Linked DNA regions of Mus musculus: region 2 is linked to region 1. The links are chromatin contacts, called in public HiChIP or PLAC-seq maps. All regions are on one chromosome and are shown on one strand. Each heading gives the region's core, a stretch centred on a gene start, on an enhancer-like site or on the middle of the called end of the contact. The rest is flanking DNA. Distances are from core to core; before and after follow the strand shown. Region 1 overlaps Gm34184 (predicted gene, 34184). Region 2 has its middle 6.8 kb from the start of 4930463O16Rik.

Region 1 (4,216 bases), core at 597-3,096:
CTCTCAGGTGCACCTCTCCTCTAACCATACTTGCTGACTGAGTCTGTGATGACCTAATTGGCCACAGAGACAGGAGCAGATGGCTCACCTAATAACAAGCCTTTTACATTCAGGGATGACCCCTTTTGGGCTTCGTTTTAGTACTGTGTGTGACCCTGTGGGCGGTTGTCATTAATCAAACATGCTCATTGAGTGTGCCAAGACTACTGGATAAATAGGCCAACAAGGCATGCTCACACTAGCTCACTTTGAACTCTGACTTAGACCCCGTGTTCCTGTCTCCCATTAAACACAAAGGCATGTACACACACACACACACACACACACACACACACACAGAGGGAGAGAGAGAGAGAGAGAGAGAGAGAGAGAGAGAGAGAGAGAGGTAAAAATTAAGGTCTTTATGTGCATCCATGCCTGACTAATTCTAGTAGCTAGATTTCACCCACTCACGCTGGCATGAGTCCCTGGTGGTTTGACAATTCCCCACACTAAGTTGGATCTCTCTGCTTCTGACTTTTCATTATTAGCAATGGGGGCTGTGTGTGGACCGGCTTGAGGGTCTGTGTGCCATGGAAATGAGGCCACAGACTTCCCATGTTTGTGCAGATGGGGAGAAGGGGCTCTGGGAAAGAAATACCCTCCTTTCCTTTCTGTGGAATGTAACCCCTTGGGGCAAAGTGAAGGTTGTGGTTCTCAGCTTTGCAAAGTCAAAGGTATCCATGTTCTAAACTGACACCAGTGTCTACCAGGGACTGTGGCGAGGAGAAGCATCGCAGCCTAGCAGCCAGGGAACAGAATAGACTGAGGCCAGAGGCCCGGGGAAGACCCTGTAAGAGCTAAAAACTAGAGAGGCTTCTGTGCTGCCACCTCAACTGTGAAGTCCTGAGGTGGGGAGTGAGAAGGGACACAAGTTCCAGGGACAAATCAAATAGGTCACTAGGTCAGAGGATTGTTCCCGAGCCAGTGCAATGAGTGTGTGTTAGCTCAGCTCAAGCAACACTCCTGATCAAACAATGCTATCGGGCAGAATATAGTTGCTCTTTGAAAAGAAACCTCCCCCCCCCCCCCAGTTTTGATACTTAGAGTCTTCAGAGTCCCTAATAAAAGAAGAAGAAAAAATACTGGATATTTTCAGGCTCCCAGTAGCCTCACCAACAACGAACACAGTTTTCTGAGTCAGGCAGATGGGCTGAAGGGTGAGGTGGAGTGGGAAGTCTGTCAACACAATGTCCCTGGGTCTGGTTGCTTCCCTTCCCGCTCTATTTTTATTATTAGGTGATTCCGGGCCATTTCCTGTTATTATTACACTTATTGTTGTCAGAGGAAGCCAATTCATTTTCATATTAGCCAGAGCAAAGCATAATCAGGAAGAGAATCTGCTACCAGAAAGGAAACATGGAACACAGACTGCTGCTTGACATTCCAAAGCCCGAGCTCAAATAAACAACATGGAACAAGCAAGAGAGACCAAAGGGATGGCAGGCAGAGCACCTCCCCCACCATAAACACCGGCACCTCAGACAACACGCACACGCACACACACACACACACACACACACACACACACACACTATACATACCTCCGACATACACCACATCACACATCCACATATGCATATACACCATGTGTATAACTTCCCCACATCATACACACACACACATCGCATACATACAGACCATATGCACACTGTGTGTGCATTATGTGCACACACAACACGCACCACGCACACAGCATACACGTACACCACAAAAACACAACACACACATGCCACACACATGCATACATACCATCATTCACCCAAAGAAACTGTCTACACAGTGGCTGAGCTTCCTGCCAGGGCCATAAAAACGCTGAGTCACCCCCAAGGAAAAATAGTCTGAGAACTACGTGATTAACCAAGACTTGTGCTCTGTACTTTTGTTTTGGAAGGAAAAGCAAAGAGGAAAGGGGAAGGTAGCCTGAGCATCTTCTCATTCACAGGGCACCTGGAGCAGGCTCCGCCCACCTCCTTGCCTGAGGTCTCTCAGGCCTCTAGGCTGCTCTGCACATTCTGCCCTTTGACACAAAGCCAGCAACTTGGAAGGTTCATTCATGGATTTAAAGTTTCTTCCAGTCTTCCCTCCTCCCTAATGAAGCAGTTTCCTTCAAAGGTTCACGATGCCCACTGTCCACTCCAGGCAGAAGAGCAGGCATTTTCTGCTGTGCCCGGCAATGGGGTTGGGGGTGAGGGGCAGGTGTGTATAGCGAAGGGAAAAGAAGGGTGTTCCGACAGGTGGATGACGGCAACTCTGCGCGCAGGCCACGCTATCTTTCCAGAGTCCATTTCAGGCACCCACAGTCATTGGTGGCATGTGGTCCTGGCATCACTGCTCCTTCCAGGGCCAAGTCAGGCAGCCAGGCTAAGAAATCATACATTCAAAATGTCTAAGAGGCAGGGTTTAAATATAGATATGCCACAATCCTAATGTGCTTCATTTAACTGTTTCAACCTTTAGTGTTCTTAGTTGAAAATTAGAGATTAACCCTGTTTTTACCTTTGCTGGCCCTACAGTTTATTCTTTAAATTGTAGCCAGGAAGATTATACCAATTAGGATTCCACTTAACCACCAGAAACAGAGATAACTGCCTAGAGAGAGCCTTAATGGGCTGGGATGGCTCTACTCCCAAGGACTCTGGTCCAAACTTCTTACCATCCCATACAGGGGGGTGGGGGTGGGGGATGACCCTTGTTTTCATAATGAACTAGAACAGGTAAAGATCCAGACATCATGTCTGCATTCCAGGTTGAAGAGGAAGGGCAAAAACAAAGAAGAAAAATATCAAAAGCTGCAGTGAACTTTTTGGAGCACATACCGTTGGCTAAACTTAGTTTCATGACTTATGCCATGTGTCCAGCCGAAAGTGTGGGGTTTCTATTATAAGGAAGAGGAAAGAAATGGATGTGAGGGAATAGCACACTCTCTCTGCCAGATCAACCCTTCAAAATATAAGGCAATTCTAATCTACGTTGCTTAAAACTGTGTTATTTCTCCCATGCAGAATAAAAGCCAAGGCCATTGGAGCATCCTCCAAGACACCGAGGGTCTGGTTTCTTCTCCCCCTCTGTACTGGCTAATTTTGTATCAACTTGACAAAGCTGGAGTTATCACAGAGAAAGGAGCTTCAGTTGAGGAAATGCCTCCATGAGATCCAGCTGTAAGGCATTTTCTCAATTAGTGATCAAGGGGGAAAGGCCCCTTGTGGGTGGGATCTTCTCTGGGCTGGTAATCTTAGTTCTACAAGAGAGCAGGCTGAGCAAGCCAGGGGAAGCAAGCCAGTAAAGAACATCCCTCCATGGCCTCTGCATCAGCTCCTGCTTTCTGACCTGCTTGAGTTCCAGTCCTGACTTCCTTTGGTGATGAACAGCAGTATGGAAGTGTAAGCCGAATAAATCCTTTCCTCCCCAACTTGTTTCTTGGTCATGATGTTTGTGCAGGAATAGAAACCCTGACTAAGACACCCTCTAACCTCATTTCTTTAAAAAAAAAAAAAAAAAAAAAAAAACTTTATTGGATATTGTCTTTACTTACATTTCAAATGTTATCCCCTTTCCCTGTTTTCCCCCCAGAAATCCCCTATCCCATTCCCCCTCCTCCTTCGGAGTCTATGAGGGTGTATCCCCACCCAACCACCCACTCCCACCTCCCTACCCTGGCATCCCCCTACACTGGAGCATTGAGTCTTCACAGAACTAAGGCCCTCTTTTCCCATTGATACCCAACAAGGCCATCCTCTGCTACATATACGGCTGGAGCCATGGGTCCCTCCATGTGTATTCTTTGGTTGGTGTTTAAGTTCCTGGAAGCTCCGGGGGATGTAGTTGGTTGATATTGCTGTTCTTCCTATTAGGTTGCAAACCCCTTCAGCTTCTTCAGTCCTTTCTCCAACTCCTCCATTGGGGACTCATGCTCAGTCACATGGTTGGCTGTGAGCATCTGCCTCTGTACCTGTCAGGCTCTGGCAGAGCCTCTCAGGAGACAGCCATATCAGGCTCCTGTCAGCATGAATTTCTTAGCATCCACAATCTGTCTGGGTTTGGTGACTATCTATGGGATGGATCCCCAAGTGGGTCAGTCTCTGGATAGCCCTTCCTTCAGTTTCTGCTTCACACTTTGTCTGCGTATTTCTTCCCTTGAGTATGTTGTTTCCCCTTCTAAGGAAGACTGAATCAC
Region 2 (4,216 bases), core at 473-2,972, 420 kb after region 1:
AGTGGATATTTGCTGTCCCTATAAGAAACAAGATGAAGTCAGAAAGGCCGGCATGAGCTAAGTTGCCTGGGCCTGTGGGCCATGGAAAGGATGCTTGCTTTCATCTCAGAAGCCACAGGAAGGCTAAGAGTTCAAGCATGGAGGTGAACATTGTGTAGGATACAAGCAAGCCACAACAGTTGCACTCAATAGCAGCCAGGTTCCTGAGGGCTCAGCTGTGGCTGCTTTGTCAAAAGGCCAGACATCCATTCTCCTTGTGTTTTTAAGCAGTCCTCTGAATCCCAATGTCTGAAATAGCTTGAGGAACATACTAACCACCTGCTTGGACATCTGGTCTACCCCTATAATCGGTATCTCCCAAGCTCTATAAACCAGTTTATTACTAAAGCCATATCACCCGATTATCCAGGTGTGTCTCTGAGAGGGGATAAAAACCAGATTATATGGCACACAGGTGGTATATCAAATATAAAAAGAAAATCACCAAATTAAATCTGAACAAAACACTACCCAATTGGCTAGACTCAAGAAGACCCAGCCCTCAGAGTAGGAACCAGGGGGAGCCTTGATTCTTTTATTTCATAATATTTTGGCAGTAAAAAGAAAAATCTTTGAAAACTATTATCCATTTTACTGTGGGTTTGTTAAATGAGTTTTATTCTCATGTTCTTTCTTGGGTCTGTCGATACTCTCACCGCCCCCACCCCTACCCCACCAAAAGAGGTGGCAGGTGCACTTTTAGGAGTCAATGACCCGTGTCATTGCCTGATACTATGTTACAAAGCAAAACTGCCTAGTTAAGACAAAGAACTGGTTGAAAGAGCAGGACATAATAAGAGCAAGGTCTGATTTGATGGTTGAAAAGGCTTGCTTGGGGGTAGTGTTTGTTTTCATATATTTTCTTTTCTCTAGATGCAGAGAGAAAGACTCAGACAGTGAATATCGGTTTGAACTCTACACTTTGTCCTGTAACCCTTGGGGACTGAGTCTGCCAACTCTGAAGCCAACGATGCAGAAATTCATTCATTCACAGATATTAAGGAACGATCTACTGTCTCCAAATCCTGAGCAAAAATGGAACTGAAAGATGAGCAATGCCTAGTTCTCAAGTAGCTTACTCAGAATTCACTCGACATAAGCTGTGGTTGTTCCCACCATGTTCCTGGGTCATGGTGATCTTGATGACTTGCTAGCTAATGCAAGCTCTGTGAAACTGTGTAAACAATAATGGCCAAATCCCTTAATGGTGTAAAGGGAAGGGTGGTAGAGAACAGAAGTGGGGAATGTAAGCCACATTTTCAACTAGCTGCCTTGTGTCAGATTAGAATCAACTGTCACAGGTCTGCATTTTCCCCTTACTTAACAGCTTATGGAAAGTGGAGACCCGTGGGTAAATCGGGATCCACTGGTCTACAGCATCTCCTCTGTGGCTATAGAGAAATGTACTGGAGCAGTGCCTGGCACCAGGATCAGTTTCTATTGGGGGAGAAGCCAGTGTGTGTGTAGCTCAGACATGGGTGCACGCAGGAAAAAGCAGCTGAGATGATTCTGGGGAAACACAGACGTGGCTCTGCAGTCAATTAGTGAGGGCGAATGAAAATGAGGTCAGTCCTCGGATGGCAAGTCCCAAGAGAGGCAGTGAGATACCACAGGAACCCCTCCACGCTCCATTCTTGGTAGCCTCAAGGACACACTTCTAAAAATAGATAAACAATACCACTCTGCTGGAGATTTCACAACTGCTGGCCCAGCACAAACTGCTTGGCTTTGGCCAAGCCAAGATGCAATGAAAACCAGCCAGGAGGCTGAGCCAGGAAGCTTAGCATGACCAAGGTCAGAAATCCCAGTAACAGCATCCCTCTGTCCACAGCCTTGACCACAGAAGCGTGGAGACCCACCACCCCAGGTCCTTGCTTGAGCTGTTCTGCAACTCAGAGAGCTCTCCTCTAACACCCGTGGCTACCCGAGACTTCATTTCAGGGACATAGGAGCCTGCATCAGTGAAATGTTGCCTCAAGGACTAGAAAATTAATGAGCAATGTCCACAATTCCAGTAGAGAGGAAAGCTTGCAAGCATGAGGTGGGGGCGGGGCCGGATAAGAAAAGGGTTCAAAGGGGAAGTAATTACAAACACACGAGAGGAGACAGATCATAGTCCCAGCTGGAAATGTGGGACAGCAAAACATGAGATCTGGCATTCCATCTGTGGGCTTAAAATCCATTTTAAAGTTGACAGTTCTATGCAAGTAAAAAATGTCTATTGTTATGATTGATATAAAGAATCCAGCTGGGCGGTGGTGGCGCACGCCTTTAATCCCAGCACTTGGGAGGCAGAGACGGGTGAATTTCTGAGTTCGAGGCCAGCCTGGTCTACAAAGTGAATTCCAGGACAGCCAGGGCTATACAGAGAAACCCTGTCTCGAAAAATCAAAAAAAAAAAATCCAAAACTTCGGGGCTGGAGAGATGGCTCAATGGTTAAGAGCACTGACTGCTCTTCCAGAGGTCCTGAGTTCAATTCCCAGCAACCACATGGTGGCTCACAACCATCTGCAGTGAGATCTGATGCCCTCTTCTGGTGTGTCTGAAGTCAGCTACAGTGTACTCATGAATAAAAATAAAATAAAAAGAATCCAAAACTTCTCTCGAGTCCTTGGTGTCCTCCTATGAGGTGAGGTAAGATCGTCCTCCTCTCCCACAACACTTTTCTTTTTAACCAGATGAAGAACATGATTTGGACGCTGCACGCTAGAGCGGCGCTTACAAGTTACCGACCCAGAGGCTCCTTGCCTGACTTGTGGCCATGGTTAACTGTATCAGCCGGATTAGCTTGAGAGTCAGCGAGTTCTCGAATGAGTTGGAATCACCTAAGAGCATCTTACTTTCTCATCAGTTTCTTCAATACAGCCCTGTCTGCCTGATTCCTAGACATGGTAATGCCCTTAGGCGATCGGGGAACCATTTTCACAGCTCTGAGGCATTAAATAACAGCCTCATTCTTTGGATAATGAAGGATACGGCCCACTTGGAGTGTGTCTGCGAGAACCTATCCAAAGCTGGGTGGCATCAAGGGCAGCAACCTAATGGAGAAGAACGTATGTCGGTGGCATCATCCCATGGGCTAGGGTCCCTGATGGAACAGAGTCAGGAGAAGCAAAAACCCCACTCGCAAGCTTGCGCTCTTCTTGCGCGCGCCAGACTGGCCAGCAGTAATGACGCTGCAACAGGATCCTTCTGCACACGTTTATTGGGAGAGCTTGATTGCAAAGGCGAAGAGACGCCGAGCCCAGAACTGGTGTATAGGCCTAGGAGAGGCGTGTCTCACACCCGAATTGGTTATGCACTATGCCTCATTTGCATGTTCCTCATCTGATTGGCTACTCTCTCTCTCTCTCTCTCTATATATATATATATATATACCTCACAGAGCCTCATTATCATACCTCACTTGCATGTCTCACATCTGATTGGTTATACTCTCAAAGCCTCATTATCATACCCGGGCCAGGCAGTGTCTTTGCAAAAAACTTTACTGCATATGTACACATTGGTTGTTTGTCCAAACTTATGCATGGTGGCCAGCAGTAGTCAGTGCCACTCTGCAACGGCACATGTAGCTTCCCACACGCTCTGCCCACCAGCTTCCTGGGCAGCATGAGCTGACCGGGTTTATCTCACCACAGGCTTCTGCCACCATGATTTTCTTCTTCACCAGTGGCCCAGAGCAATGACTCCACTTGGCATGCATTGAAACCTGTGGGCCTATGAGCCAAACTAAGTCTTTCCTCTGTTAACTTGTTTTTATTTCGTTGTTGTTGCTGCTGCTATTGTTTTAGATTAGTGTTCATTATTATGCATACAGCATTCTGCCTGCAGGCCAGAAGAGGGCATCAGGTCTCATTATAGATGGCTATGAGTCACTGTGTAGTTGCTAGAAACCGAACTCAGGACCTCTGTAAGAGCAGCCAGTGCTCTTAACCTCTGACTCATCTCTCCAGCTCTGTTAAGTTGTTTTACCAGGTATTTTTTCCACAGTGATGGAAAATGAGTGGCATACTTGTACATAAAATTTATCCAAGAAACTTTAAAAATTAATCCTGGAGTTTGTTGTAGACAACCCTAAGCCCAGTCATTTGTGCCTCCGGTGCTCCCTGAGACAAGTCTCATGTAGGGCTTTGTTGGGAATCCGTTTAACACAATCTAATTATCTCTTCATTG

What was found. HiChIP or PLAC-seq counts read pairs in DNA pulled down with a chosen protein or histone mark.
Region 2: a contact with region 1 is called in a CTCF HiChIP or PLAC-seq map of the NIH/3T3 cell line, with 5 read pairs. The contact joins two enhancer-like sites. A contact is called at or near these places in 1 of 15 datasets of contacts at CTCF or cohesin (the NIH/3T3 cell line) and 2 of 115 datasets of contacts at active chromatin or transcription factors (large pre-B cells and pancreatic cancer cells).

The regions. Positions count from the first base shown.
Region 1 is chr10:84,054,650-84,058,865 of GRCm38.p6, forward strand. The region is part of intron 2 of Gm34184 (predicted gene, 34184); the gene reads right to left. Among named protein-coding and RNA genes, the nearest start is that of Gm34113, 28 kb to the right of the region's middle. Within about 2 kb of position 1,847, at least 47 of the 459 cell types and tissues checked have an H3K27ac peak or open chromatin away from gene starts, as enhancers often do. A contact at or near this core is called in the NIH/3T3 cell line, where this site is marked.
Region 2 is chr10:84,479,384-84,483,599 of GRCm38.p6, forward strand. No RefSeq gene overlaps it. Among named protein-coding and RNA genes, the nearest start is that of 4930463O16Rik, 6.8 kb to the right of the region's middle. Within about 2 kb of position 1,723, at least 64 of the 459 cell types and tissues checked have an H3K27ac peak or open chromatin away from gene starts, as enhancers often do. A contact at or near this core is called in the NIH/3T3 cell line, where this site is marked.